Linked DNA regions of Sus scrofa: regions 2, 3 and 4 are each linked to region 1. The links are chromatin contacts, called in public HiChIP or PLAC-seq maps. All regions are on one chromosome and are shown on one strand. Each heading gives the region's core, a stretch centred on a gene start, on an enhancer-like site or on the middle of the called end of the contact. The rest is flanking DNA. Distances are from core to core; before and after follow the strand shown. Region 1 has its middle 48 kb from the start of RPS6KA1. Region 2 holds the start of SFN (stratifin). Region 3 holds the start of ZDHHC18 (palmitoyltransferase ZDHHC18). Region 4 holds the start of PIGV (GPI mannosyltransferase 2).

Region 1 (3,486 bases), core at 312-2,811:
TACGATCATTATACAACTACAGATGTGATTGAATAAATAAATAAATAAAATAATTTAAAAAAAAAGATTTGCCCAAGGACACAGCTCTGTGGCAGAACAGAACTCAAGGCGAAGTCTGGGTGGTTCTGAAACTCACTCTTAACAGCTCTCTGCTTCCAGGATGCCCAAGATCTCCTTCCATGCTCCTTAGGCCTGTCTGGTTGCCCCTCTTCCCCTCAGCCAGCCATGTGGTCAGAAAGGGTCCTATAATATTGGGGGCTGGTTTCAATCAAGGGATGTAGTTGTTAGAAAGTTATATTTCCCGGCTGGCAAACAGCAGAGAACAAGTTGGGGAATTTGGGGAGTTTCCTATGGAGTCTCAGAAGGTAGTGAGTTCCCCATCGCCTGACCTGCGTGTGCAGAGAACTAATGAGACTTGACAAGATCTTAGAGGAGATGCCTGATCCCCATAGGAGACTGTTTAGATGATTTTACACACCCCCTCTGAGTCTCCAGTTCTCAATTTTTCTTGCATTTTACCCACTTCACGTTTTGTGTTTTTCATGATTATTTCTGAAAAGGCACCCTCAGAGGAAAGGCTGGTTTCCCACAAATGTGAAGCATCCAAACATTGGTACTTTGGTTAACACATGGATTTAATCCTTGATTTGGCCTTTCATTTAGTGGCTATGACAGCAGGCATGATTTATTGAGTTCTTGCTTTATACTGAGCACAATAAACGTCACCCCTAATACTCACAGCGATCTCATAAGGCGATTTGCTCATTTCCATCTCAGAACAAGGAAACTGAAGCTAAGAAAGGAAACTTGCCCCCAGGCCCCCAGCAAGGTTTCCAGCCCAGGTCTGTTTGGTCCCAAAGCTGATACCATGCCACCTTTCTGCATGGGCTAAATTTCATCCCACAGTGACTCACAAAATCTCACAGTCAAAAGGGCTCTGAAGGCCCAGACCCAGTCTCCACCCACAACAGGAATCTCCCACAGAGGATTATCCAGGTTCTGTTTAAAACCACCAGCGACTGCGGTGACCCCACCACATCACAGGGCAGTTCCCCACGCGGCCGGAAAGTTCCTCCACTTTGAACTGAGGTCTTCTGAGTAGCTTCCATTTCTCGGGGAGGGGGGGGGTTCCCACTAACTCCAAGGACTCGAGGGAGAGATGACTCAGCAGTAGCAAGAGGGAAACTAAATGACACTCCCACCCCCAGCCCCACCCCCCGTGAAGGCAGCAGCAAACCCAGGCAAAGTGTCCACACTAAGACTGTGCTGTCAAGAAAGACGTGAAGGTGAGCAGGAGGGTGTCTCAGGCCATCCCCGTCCCCAGGACTGTGCAGTGGGTCCCCCCTCCTCCTGGCCTACTTATCCTTGAAGGCAGGAGGGGTGGTGGGAACAGAGCCCTGCTGGACTTGAAGTCAAACAGACCTGCAATCACACCTCTGCCCCAACATTGACCTGTTCTTGGGGAAATCATTTCACTGCTCTGAGGTTTCCCCACCTGCCAAACAGGGCTGTTGTGAGCGTTAAGAGAGAGGGTGTGTCTACAGAGCCACTGGTTACAAGCAAACGGCAACCTACTAGCAAACGGCAACTAGGAAGCCATCTACAGCTGTGGTTAAGCGCAGACTCTTGGGTCAGGGCTGTCCTGGTTTTTTTGTTTTTTGTTCTTTTTTTTCTTGAAATATAAGCATTTCTGGGTTAGAATCCAACTTTGCTTGGATTCTAACCCAGAATCCAAGGGTGACCTCGCGCAAGTCATTTAACCTTTCTGCCTTGATTTCCCCATCTTTAAAATGGGAATTAGTGATAGCATCTACTCTTTGGTGAAGACTAAACTAAGTACTGCTTCAGAAGCTCATGGCACAGGCCTGACACATAGGACATGCTTACCACGTGTTGGCTGCTACCCACTCCCTCCTCCCAGAGCACAGCCTCCAACTTCTCCGTTCTCCCCCTCCCTCTCTCTCTTTTCCCCTCCCTATTTCAGGCAGAGAGAACCAAGTTCAGAGCAGGGATACAGGTCAATTCATCTGAGCATCTTTTTCCCATGGGGAGAGAAGGAGCTGTCTCATAAGGACCTTCTCTCTCTTTTCCTCTCCTACCCCAGAGCTTCTCTCTGAGTTAGAACTCCTGTTTATGACTCAATCTGAAACTTCTTTTTATAAGTAATTTCCTCTGTTTCTCTTCCCTTCTTCCGCTCCACACCCACCCCTCGGGCTGTGGGCTGAACTGAGAACTCGAGGAGCAGATGACGCATGCTTGAGCTGGCCTGAGGCCTGCACCTGGGACGGGCCTAGAGTCACTCACCCATTACAGAATCTTCTTACCTGTGTGATCTTGGTCAAGTCACTTGGCCTCACTGAACTACAGTTTCCTCATCTACAAACGATCCTCAGATGGTTATAAAAGTAAAGGCACTAGGAGTTCCTTGGTGGTTAAGAATCTGCCATTGTCCCTGCTGTGACTCTGCTGTGGAGCAGGTTCTGATCCCTGGCCTGGGAATTTTTGCATGCCGTAGGTGTTGTCAAAAAAAAAAAAAAAAAAAAAAAAGAAGAGGCTTTCCCGTTGTGGCTCAGTGGTTAACGAATCCGACTAGGAACCATGAGGTTGCAGGTTCGATCCCTCGCCTCGATTAGTGGGTTAAGGATCCAGTGTTGCCGTGAACTGTGGTGTAGGTTGCAGACGCAGCTGGGATCCCGAGTTGCTGTGGCTCTGGCATAGGCCAGTGGCTACAGCTCTGATTCAACCCCTAGCCTGGGAACCTCCATATGCTGCGGGAGTGGCCCTAGAAATAGCAAAAAAGACAAAAAAAAAAAAAGGAAAAGAAAAGAAATAAAGGCTCTGGCAGAGACAAATGGTAGCTGTGTTGCAGGAATGCTTAACAGAAACTTCAGAGCTGAAGGAGACCCAGAACCCGGGATTTTAACCTGGGTTCATGGGCTTGCCAGGGATGTGGAAATTACATGTAAAATGGTGTATAAATGTAATTTTCTGGGAGGAGAATGTCCAGGGTTTTCATCAGATTCTCAGAGGGGTCTGCTGACAACCCTAAAATATTAAGAACCATTGTGTCCAGGGGAGCAGGAAACTAGACTCTTTTTTTTCTTTTTTGGCCGCACCCGTGGTACATGGACGTTCCCAGGCCAGGGATCAAATCCAAGGTGCAACTGCCACCTATGCCACAGCTGCAGCAACACTGGATCCATAACGTACTGCACCAGGAACTCCTAGATTTCTTCAACAAGTATGTAAAACAGCCTTCCTGTGCCCACCCTGGGCAGCAGGAAACACATATGTTCCGTGCCCTGGAGGTGCAAAGACAGGGCTCCTTGCCCCTCTGGAAAATTGCACTTCAGAGAGGAGAAGTGATTTAGCCGAAGACACAGACTTCTGAGATTGGAAGGAAGCCTACTGCTGGGAGTGCAACCCCAAATTTCTGACTGCAAAGCTGGCCGCTTTATCTCAATGAAGGAGAACCCACTCTGTGGC
Region 2 (3,486 bases), core at 568-3,067, 240 kb after region 1:
GTATTTTTGTGTATTTCCTTTCCATTGTTTTCTGTGTCAGGGATCCGTTTTGAGCAAAGCCTTCAGAAGTTTGAGCCTAACATCCCTGTTGCTTCCTTCCTTGGAAAACCTGTAGCATCAGCTCAGACGTGTCCCTACTTTTCCTTCAAAGAGGCACCTCTCCTCTTTGAGCCTCAGAGCTCTGGCTCTGGGAGGGAAGGGTGAGTGTTCAGACACCAAGAATAACTGGGAAGGGACAGGCCCCTGAAAGGGTCCTGGGTCAGGGATGAAACTGGCTGGATCCCAATCAGAGGAGCCCCACCCCTGAGCCCTGTCTGGGCTTTGGCTTGGGCTGGAGCAGATAAAAAGGAAGCCATCCTTCCAGGTACAGTGCCAACAACTGTAGGTGAAATTCTTGGCTGACACAGAGACAGCACCCCAGCAAACAGGGACAGAAGATTAGCAATAGAGAAGTCTCCATCTCTGAGGCCTGTGCCAGGGGTCAGAGGTGGGGCCATGGTCAAAGGGAAGGGGCAGGGAAACTTCTGAGAGAGAGGCTGGGGAAGGGAGCACTCAGAGGGGACAGCTGCCCCCTAAAACAAAATGGCATGTGTCATGGCTGCCTCCTTTTTCTCAGTTCCCCCCGCAGCCGCACTGGGCTGAGCACCCAGGCGGCCTTCTTCCTAGCCTCTGACAAAGGGCAGGCTGATTCAGGCAGGAAAGTGGGACAGCTAGTGAGCTGGGTCCCCACCCTCTGTGAGCCCCACTGATACATGATGGCAGGCGGCTTGCGGGGCGGGGGGGGTGGTGGCAGGTAACCTGGCGTGGAGAGCCAGAGGGTAAGTCCTCACACAAGTGGCAACAGGCCACCAACTTGAAAGGGAAAATTGTGCTGTGATGGGGAAGGTATCCAAAAAACCTACTGGGTGACTAATTACAAAGGCTGGGCTGGAGCGTCAGAGGCTGCTCGTTAAACACCTCATTAAGTGGCACCCTGAAAGCTGCCACCTGTGCATTCTGGGAGCTCAGAAGGGATGGGACCTGAGGGGGAGAGAGGAGTTGGGGGGTGGGGTGTAAGCATTTCAGGTAGACTCCAGAAGAAGCCTACATCTCCCTTCTAAATACAGTCTGGAGCTCACAAGTCAGAAGCCTGAATGGGAGAGAAGTCCAACTTAGTAACTGTGTGACCTTGAGCAAATCTCATCCCTCTCTGAGCCTCAGTATTCCCCTCTCTACAGTGGGAGTAGTAGCCACAGCCCTGCCCATCTCACCAAGATAGCAGGGATTAAGTTAGACCATGGGTATGAGGTGCTTGGGAAACTATAGCCCTACCTAGACAATGAGTTATTTCACCTAAACCAGTGGAGGAACCACTCCTGGCCAGATTAGGCACCCCCTTCTCCTGCACCTGGCTTTATGGGCTCTGCCTAGGTCCATAGTGGCCAGGTAGCTGAAGCCATCCTGAGCCCCAGGAAGGATGCAGTGAAGAGGGATCTGATTTGAGAAACTGGGGCAGCTCCCTAACGTGTGCACCCATATAATGGAAGCCCTGACCCAGAGGCGGCAGCCTGGAGCCTGGAAAGGTATCGGTGCAGGTGGAGCCAACGCCCAAATTTCTCCTGCTGACAGTCAGGATGACTCACCCCCCCACATCCCAGCCCTTTTACCTTTAAGGAAGAGGCGGAAAGGGTGTGGGGGGAGGGGGGAGAGGAGAGGGAGGCAAGTCCTGGGCCCGCCCTCTGCCCCTCCCCACCCTTCTCCGGGCCTGGCCTTCCAGCCAAAAGGCAGGCAGGCAGCCGGAGAGGCGCAGAATCCGGCCTTGGTCCCGAGGCAGCCAGTTAGCTCTCCACCTGCCCATCTGTCTGTCCCCAGAGCCATGGAGAGAGCCAGTGTGATCCAGAAGGCCAAGTTGGCCGAGCAGGCTGAACGCTATGAGGACATGGCAGCCTTCATGAAGAGCGCCGTGGAAAAGGGTGAGGAGCTGTCTTGCGAAGAGCGCAACCTGCTCTCAGTGGCCTACAAGAATGTGGTGGGTGGTCAGCGGGCTGCGTGGAGGGTCCTGTCCAGTATTGAGCAGAAGAGCAATGAGGAAGGCTCGGAAGAGAAGGGCCCTGAGGTGCGAGAATATCGGGAGAAGGTGGAGAAGGAGCTCCGGGGTGTGTGTGACACGGTGCTTGGCTTGCTGAACACCCATCTCATCAAGGAGGCCGGTGACGCGGAGAGTCGGGTCTTCTACCTGAAAATGAAGGGTGACTACTACCGTTACCTGGCCGAGGTGGCCACGGGGGACGACAAGAAGCGCATCATCGACTCAGCCCGCTCCGCCTACCAGGAGGCCATGGACATCAGCAAGAAAGAGATGCCACCCACCAACCCCATCCGCCTGGGCCTGGCCCTGAACTTTTCTGTCTTCCACTATGAGATCGCCAACAGCCCAGAGGAGGCCATCTCCCTGGCCAAGACCACCTTCGACGAGGCCATGGCTGACCTGCACACTCTCAGCGAGGACTCCTACAAAGACAGCACCCTCATCATGCAGCTGCTGCGGGACAACCTGACGCTGTGGACCGCCGACAACGCCGGGGAAGAGGGGGGCGAGGCGCCTGAGGAGCCCCAGAGCTGAGCCGCACCCGCCGCCCTCCCTGCCCTGCCCTGCCTGCTCCAGTCCCCCACTCTTGGCAGAGAGGACTTGTATGGGGTGGGAAGCCCAACCCTTCTCCCCAGATGCCCTGCCCCAGCTCAAAAAGGCTCCACGGAGAGGAACCAGCAGAGCTGAGGCCACCTGGAGCCGGAGGATTCCAAGCTTCCTGCAGCTGTCAGGTGCTCCGACCACTGGTCGTCCCACCCTGACCCGCTCTCTGCACCCCGCCCAGACCCCTCCCCTGAGCCCAGCCACTTCCTCCTGATTCCCCGCTCCTGCCCCCCTGCCTCTGGATCTTAGGAATTGAGGAGTGTCCCACCCTTGTGGCTGAGAGCTGAACTGTGTGGCAGAGACTGTAGATGAGAGAGAGCGAGAGCGAGAGAGCGCGCGCGAGCGCTAGAGTGTGTGTGCGCGCCTGCGCAGCCAACAAGACCGAGGATGAGAGGGAAATCATGTCTGCTGGGTGTGACCATGTTTCCTCTCAATAAAGTTCCCCTGTGACACTCCTCCTGACTTTTCCACTTATTGCGGAGGGACGGATCAGGAATAGGTGCATGATTTACAGAGACCCTGAGCTCCCACAGGGCTGGCTCAGTGACCTGTAGGCAAGACTGGAAGCCAGTGACTCCAGGAGAGAGGCTGAGGCTCCAGCTCTCACCATCAACAAGCTGGTCTGATCTCGGAGGGTGGAGGGGTGGCGGGTGAGCGCAAAGGCGGCTTTGAGGTTCCTTTGCCGGGTTCGTGGGGCGGGAAGCTGAAGAGCTCAGGTGTCAGGAACAAGCAATCAGTGCAGTCTCAGGTGTGCGGTCTGAAGCCAGCGCCGCAGGGGATCGCTGTGGTGAGCGGCGCAGAACACCCCAGATCTG
Region 3 (3,486 bases), core at 458-2,957, 200 kb after region 1:
GCCAAACAACATGGTTCATTCCAAGATTGGGCTTATCAAATCCAGAACCTTTAGCACCAAGGGCATGGTTGAGTGGCCTTTGGCGTGTATAACAAGTAGTGATCTCCCTTTTTTTTTTTTTTTTTTTGTCTTTTTGCATTTTCTAGGGCAGCTCCCACAGCATATGGAGGTTCCCAGGCTAGGGGTTAATTGGAGCTGTAGCCGCCGGCCTACACCAGAGCCACAGCAACACGGGATCTGAGCCACGTCTGCGACCTACATCACAGCTCACCACAACGCCAGATCCTTAACCCACTGAGCAAGGCCAGGGATTGAACATGCAACCTCATGGTTCCTAGTCGGATTCGTTAACCACTGAGCCACAACGGGAACTCCCAACAATGAGCGATCCTTGAGGTCACTGTTACTGCCTTTCTACCCCTCCACATCCCGTATTCCAACTTCCTCTCTTATTCTCTCCTATTCCAGTCTCCAACTCTCTCTGCCTATACGTTTCTTTAGGTTTTCTAGTAACCCCAGTGTGGCGGACAGACCCTAAGGTGAGCCTCAGTGATTCCTGCCTCCCGGTATTCACTCATTCGTGTGATCCTCTCCTCTTAAGCTCAAGTGGGGCTTGTGACTTGCTTCTAACCTGTAGAATATGGTGAGAACGCTGGGCTGTCACTCCCGTTACATAGGTAAGTTAGGTTATATAAAATTGGGTGTTAGCAGACTGGAGCTAGAGCCTCTCCTCGTGGGCTTGGCGAAGTAACTGGCCATACTGGCAAAAACCGCAGGGCAAGGAACTGTGTGACCTCAAGGAACCGCAAGTGGCCGCTGGGACCTCAGAGAGGCCTCTAGCTGACAGCCAGCAAAAATCCCAGCCCTCAGTCAGAAGTCACAAGGAAATAGTTTTCTGCCAACAAAACCTGAGCGGGTTTGCAGGTGTTCTCTTCTCCAGCTGGGTCTCCAGAGGGGCATGAGCCTTGCTGACACCTTGACTGCAGCCTTCTGAGACTGAGGAAAGGACTCAGCTAAGCTGTGCTGCAGCTTCTGACCTGGAAACTGTGAGATACAAAACCTGGTGTTTTAAACCACTAAATTTGTGGTACTTTGTTACCCACCAATAGAAAACTAATACACTCGGAATTCTTGAAGAACCACTTGGGCCCTGTGGTATCAACCCTGCATTAGGTGATAGGAAAGCTGGACCGCAGAGCTGGGCGAGGGAGGACAGAGGACGTGCCGTACTTCCTCCTTTGGCACGTTGAACTTCAAGACCGTAGTGAACAAGCCGCTCGCTTTCAAAGCGGATTGTGTCCCCTTCTGCCCCCCTGCCTGCCTCTCAAATGCCTGTCCAGCAAGTCATCAGAGATGGGTAAAGCCTGACCCTGGAAATACAGATGCCCAGAAGTAGATCACGAAATCCACCTCTTGAATCTCGGCGCTTGGCACGGTGCCTGGCACACAGGGGACGCCCGACAAAGGGTTTAATCGCAAAAGAAGAGAAAGAGTCCCGAACGCGCCTCTGCTGCGCCATCCTTGTGCAGCAGGCATCGGGCGGCAGGGTATTGGCCAGGGCCCTGGGTCAGGACCGGGCCGCTGGCCCGTGCGCCATCCCGGCCCCGGGCGGAGGGGGCGCTGCGGCGGGAGGCCGCGCGGGGCGGGGCAGGGCGGCCGTGGGGCCGCCCCCTGCGAGCGAGCGCCGCGCGCGCCGCCGCCGCCGCCGCCGCCGCCGCCACCGCCTCCTCTGCTCGGCCCCGGTCCCGGTGCGGCCCGGCCGGCCCGCGGGGCGCGGAGCCGAGGTCCGCGGCTGGCCGCATGAAGGACTGTGAGTACCAGCAGATCAGCCCCGGGGCCGCTCCGCCGCCCGCCTCCCCCGGGGCGCGGCGCCCCGGCCCCGCCGCGCCCCCCGGCCCGGGCCCCGGGCCCCCGCCGCCCGCCGCCGCCGCGCCGCGCTGGAGCGGCAGTGGCAGCGGCAGTGGCAGCGGCAGCATCGGCCGCCGCCCGCGGCGCAAGTGGGAGGTGTTCCCGGGCCGCAACCGCTTCTACTGCGGCGGCCGCCTCATGCTCGCCGGCCACGGCGGCGTCTTCGCCCTCACGCTGCTGCTCATCCTCACCACCACCGTCCTCTTCTTCGTCTTCGAGTGAGTTTGGCGGCGCCCCGCGTCCCCGCCCCCTGAGGCGCCCCATTCCCTCCGGTCCCCTTTGACCCCTGGGGCGCACCCCCCTTGCTCAGGCCTCTCTGGGCGCTCCAGCCCCTTTGGTCCCCTGCTGGGCTCTCCCACCTCCCGGGGCACTCTGCCCTTCCCAGCACCTGCCAGGCTCCTCCCGGGCCGCATCCTCCCTGTGCTTCTCAGAATCTGCCCTCAGGCCTCTCCAATCTCCTTATCTTCTGTCTGTCCTTCCGGGTCCCCTCCAGCCCTCCCAGACTGGTCATCCTCCCATGCTAGTTTGGATCGCCATCTAAGCTGGTCCTCCGGCCCCTCCCTAGCACCCCCATCCTTCCCTGGCACTCTGCCTTTGCTGGCCTCTGCCAGGAACATGGCCCTCCCATGTGCCTCGAGGCCCCCATCCTCTCTGCCCTCTCAGAGCCTGCACCAGGCCCCCCAGCTCCTTGGATGGATCCCCTCTCCTCACCTATCCCCTTGCCTGCCTTCTAGTTTCTTTCGGACCCCGTGGGGCATCTTTTCTTTATATCCCTTCCAGACAGTTTTTGAATTTCTTCCTTATCCTTTGGCCATATTCTCCCCTTTGAAATTTCAAGGCCATCTTCCAGGATCCCTCCAAGGTCCCTCTAGGTCCCCTCTCCACTCTCAGCACTGCCCCCCCACCCCTGTTTTCCCCTTGGCCATTCTCTCTCTAGGCCCTCAAACATCTTTGGGCCACTCAGGCCTCCCCTTTCCTCTCCAGCACCTTCCTTATTTTTTGTTCCAGAGCTTCCTGTCCTTACCCCTGCCTCCCCCAGTCCCCCCAGACATCTCCCAGGCCCCTGCCCCCCACCTCCTGACTCCTGGCTTCCTTTCCCTTCCCAGTGCTCCGGAGCACCCTCTGTCCTGTTCACGGCAGGAACAGCTGCAGTGCCTTGCTATTTTTCAAGAGGCGAGAATATTTTCATGTGACAGGTCATATTTGTCCCCATGGGTTCTTGACCTCTTTATAACCCCAGGGACCCAAGATTGGCCCACACAGTATTCTCCATGTCATGGATGGAGGGGGGGATGCTTGTCGCTTTACCAGGATCACATGTTGGTATGCAGAGTTTTCCACTCTACCCTTGGTTGCTAGCTTGAGCCACCTGTGTCCTGATTCCTTGCCCACCCACCCCATACTACATGAACCCCACTTTCCCCTCCTAGTTCTACCCATCCTCTGTGGTCTTAGTTATACAGGTGGCTAAGAACTCCATCTCTGCAGCTAACAAAGCTGGTTAAATCTCGGGCCCATCATGCACTCAGTGTGTGACTTCGGGGCAGTCACTTCACTTCTCAGATCCCAGCTTCCTCA
Region 4 (3,486 bases), core at 281-2,780, 180 kb after region 1:
AGCAGGAGCCAGAAAATGAAACAGGAAACAGAGCGGAAGAGGAGGGGGTGGGTAGTTGAGAAGGAAAGGAAGGAGAAATTGCAAGAAAGTAGAGCTGAAGATCTGAAGGATGACAGCTGAGCTTTAGAAAACATTCTGACTTGTCAGAAGAGGCCCCTGTCCTTTTTACAAATAGATTTTTGAGGAAACTTGATGTGGACAGAGGGAACCTTAAGAATGCATGTCTTTCTCACAAAGGAAGGATAGTTCATTTCTCAATTTTGTTTCTGCAAACAGAGTGCTGCTTGGAGCCTCATAGACTTCTAGAGATTCAAGCCACAACCTTAGGCCCCAGTCAGCAGTGTGCCCCACAGCTTTGCTGATTCACTCACATGCCTCTGGAGCTTTTGAGAACAAGGTATGTCACCATAAAACCTGGGAGAAGAGTCTTTTAAACTCCATTTTACCCCTTCTCCTCCAACACACCAGGATGAAAATGTGATTTATCCACCTTAAACGCAACAAAACCTGAGGAAGTTTAGGTCTCAGGACCTAAAATGAGCAATAAAGAATCAAAAGATCCAGTCTCTGGCCCCCCAGAACTGCTGTGGGCTAGTTGTCATTGCTTGGAGAGATAGCAAACAGTTCTTTTGTTCCCACCCTATTAGCTGCTGCGGAAGATAAACCCCTCCCTCAGCCAGGGCTGTGGCCAGAAGCTAACACAGACCCTAGCTTCGTTTGGAGGGCAGATAACTGAAACCACAGAGGGCTTTGGAATCCTGAGAAATGAGAAATCCACCAACGGAGAAGGATTTATTATCTATTTCCTTTAAGGAGGGTGCAAAGTTGTTCTAACAGTTTCCGTTACAGGGGCACCAACTGGCCGCTCCTCCCTAACAGACAGTTTTGTTGAGTTAGCTGCTTCTTCTTTTTTTTTTTTCTTTTTTGGCCCCGCTTCCTACGAGAGAAACTGCTTGAAGGAGTCCCGGGGCGGTGTGGGGGGGTCCTCTAAAGTTTCCTTCACCATCCTCATTAGTCACCTGAGCTGGGGCTGAGGACCGAAGCAGGACAGGTCTTTAGTAGCTGGAGGAGGGGAAAGCCAGGGGGAACCCCCACTTTCTTCACAACCAGGACGCACGGTGCCGCTGCTGGCCACAGAAACCCCAAAAGGCTTCTTTTTCTATTCAAAGAAGAACAGCTATTGCTCCAGGCCCTGTGCTGACCTGTTGTTGCCGAACAGCAGGGAAAGTGCGGCTCGGGCTTCTGCGAAGAGGCCGCAGGGCAGCCCCCAACTCCGAGAGCCTCGGCCCACAGGGCAACTCAGTTGGTGTTTGCGGGGCGGAACTGGGCCAAGAGCATCGACTCTAAGCCAGCAGCCCCGACGGGCTAAATGAAGGCGGGGGAAGGGGCTTGAGGAGTTGGAATTCCTCAGGTGTCACCAAGGCAGGAAGGTGCCAATGCGGGGGTGGGGTGGGGGTGGGGTTGGCGCGGAACCGCGAGATCCTTCGTCCCCGCCCCACTCGCCCGGAGTCAACATGGCCGCCGCGGAGGGGGGCGGGGCAGCTCAGAATCCCGGCAGGAGCGGGGCGGGGCCGCCATCGGCGGAGCCAGTGCGCAGGCGCGACCGCTCGGGGCCCCGGATGGACGAGCTAAGGTTCGGGCCCCGCCTGGGAGGTTGAGAGCAGCGGGTGCCGGGGACCCGGCGCCAGCTTGGGAGCCTAGGAGTTCCAGGGGGAGGGAAGTTGTCAAACGGAGGCCGAGGGAAATGAGGCGGAGGCCGCGAGAAGCGAGGAGCCCCGCCCCTCCGCCATAGCGGCCTCCCAGTGCCGCCTCTTCCTTTACAGCCTGCAGCCCGCCCCTGCCTTCCGGCCCTAGGCCGGACCGGGCCCCACCGGTTCCCTCGGGAGTTAACCGCTGAGCCGTGTCCCCTTTGTGGAGAGGAGATGCCCAGTCCCTGGTTGGGACTACGTCCGAAAAGGAGAACGCGAGAACGGGCTTCGGACCCGGCTGGGCTTGGGAAAGATGGCCTCTGCCTCGCGGCAGCTAGCAAAACCTCTGGTCCTGAGGACCTTGGGTCAGAGCGACCTCCCTACCCCACAGAGGATGTTAATCTTATCCAGAGAAACTAGGGCTCCAATTCCACAGGTTTTCCTATCGGCCCAGATTGGGCCCTCCCTGCCTTGAGTACAAACAGCAAGAGCTTGCGCTGTCAGACAAGTACTGGGCTTGGAGACCCGGCTTGTAATCCAGTTTCTGGAAGACTGCAACCCTTTTGGCAGGAGTGAGGGCTGGTAGACTATGAGGTTTCAGAAGGGAAAAAAAGGAAAAGAAAAGACATTCTCTTTAAATATTGCTTTGGCTGTGCCACCTGACCCCAGCGAGCCTCAGTTTCCACATCCATAAAATGGCGATTGTAATTACACAGGCCTCATGGGGTGTAATGAGATCTCTGGTGGAAAAACTCTGGAGATTTTATTACCCTGGGCATATTTATCTCACAGGAAAACAGGGTAAAACTGGTTGCTCTCTAAGTGCCCTGCCAGTTCAGAATCTGTGATTTCGTTAGAGGGGTTGTTGGGAAGTGAGGCCCTCAATGAGCAGAGAGGGAGCTCACTGGTTTTATTTTCACTCGGTTTACCTGTAAGTTAAGGGTAGGCTGCACGTCTTCTGTTGTCGCTGGGTCTAGAGCTTGACTCTAGAGAGAGGAAAGGAAGAATGGAAGCCTGGTGAAGAGGCAGAGGTGGGTTACGTGCTCTTCTGTTCCCAACTCCTCTGCATGTGGGTGGGAAGTGAAAGAAGGGAAAAAGTGAATAAACGCTAGGATAGGCAACCAGCGGACGTGTGAGGCTGGCTGTGCCTGTTCCCGCGAATCCTTTCGATTCAGCGAGTCAGATATTGGAACTGTTGGGTAGATTCACAAACTACCGCTGCTCTCTGGGGATTTCAGAAGCTTGCTTTTGAACTGAATTTTGATGAGCAAACCCGTTTGGCGTTGGGAGCCCCTCCCTTCCTCCTGGCCTCCTGGTGATGGAGTAAGCAACAGGCGCCCCCTTGTGCTGAGGAAAGAGAACTGTTGCTCATGGCAGGTTTTTCTGGAGATATTGTATTATTTTCCTGTGGCTTTTGTGACTTCTGTCGTTTTGCTCTCAACGTGAGATATGGTGGGAGGAATACTCGGAGCAGTGATTTTTGTATCCGGAGCCAATGAACTGGTGAAGCTGTATCTAGTTCTTGCCAGCTCCACTCAGTCAGAACACAGGCTCAGAATGCCTGTTTGTAATGCTAGGCCCTGAGGGTATAGTTAGGAGCAAAATGGACAAAAGCCCCTGCCCTCATAAAACAACGTAAATAAGCAACAGCAATAAAGATGACCAGGCAGAGTGTAACGAGAGCATATCACATAGTCTAGTGAGGGTCAGAGAAGAATTCCAGAAACAAGTGATACCTAAAAGTTTGATAGGTATTAGCCAGTTGGAAAGAAAAGTTTTCCAGGCCACGTATGTGGCA

The links. HiChIP or PLAC-seq counts read pairs in DNA pulled down with a chosen protein or histone mark.
Region 2: a contact with region 1 is called in an H3K27ac HiChIP or PLAC-seq map of alveolar macrophages. The contact joins the promoter of SFN here to the enhancer-like site in region 1. A contact is called at or near these places in 29 of 47 Hi-C or Micro-C datasets (adipocytes, adipose tissue, alveolar macrophages and 16 more) and 2 of 2 datasets of contacts at active chromatin or transcription factors (alveolar macrophages and skeletal muscle).
Region 3: an H3K27ac HiChIP or PLAC-seq map of alveolar macrophages shows a contact between it and region 1. The contact joins the promoter of ZDHHC18 here to the enhancer-like site in region 1. A contact is called at or near these places in 3 of 5 promoter capture datasets (fetal skeletal muscle and liver), 4 of 47 Hi-C or Micro-C datasets (blood, epiblast stem cells and retroperitoneal adipose tissue) and 2 of 2 datasets of contacts at active chromatin or transcription factors (alveolar macrophages and skeletal muscle).
Region 4: a contact with region 1 is called in an H3K27ac HiChIP or PLAC-seq map of alveolar macrophages. The contact joins the promoter of PIGV here to the enhancer-like site in region 1. A contact is called at or near these places in 33 of 47 Hi-C or Micro-C datasets (adipocytes, adipose tissue, alveolar macrophages and 18 more) and 2 of 2 datasets of contacts at active chromatin or transcription factors (alveolar macrophages and skeletal muscle).

What each region holds. Positions count from the first base shown.
Region 1 is chr6:83,950,935-83,954,420 of Sscrofa11.1, forward strand. No RefSeq gene overlaps it. Among named protein-coding and RNA genes, the nearest start is that of RPS6KA1, 48 kb to the left of the region's middle. Within about 2 kb of position 1,562, at least 25 of the 83 cell types and tissues checked have an H3K27ac peak or open chromatin away from gene starts, as enhancers often do. A contact at or near this core is called in alveolar macrophages, embryonic fibroblasts, liver and 1 more, where this site is marked.
Region 2 is chr6:84,186,704-84,190,189 of Sscrofa11.1, forward strand. SFN (stratifin) reads left to right here and starts at 1,818. Exons shown (of 1, transcript NM_001044564.1): 1 at 1,818-3,121. The coding sequence starts at 1,856. The coding sequence ends at 2,602.
Region 3 is chr6:84,152,147-84,155,632 of Sscrofa11.1, forward strand. ZDHHC18 (palmitoyltransferase ZDHHC18) reads left to right here and starts at 1,708. Exons shown (of 9, transcript XM_013988799.2): 1 at 1,708-2,126. The coding sequence starts at 1,801.
Region 4 is chr6:84,128,381-84,131,866 of Sscrofa11.1, forward strand. It overlaps PIGV (GPI mannosyltransferase 2), which reads left to right and starts at 1,531. Exons shown (of 4, transcript XM_003356221.4): 1 at 1,531-1,633.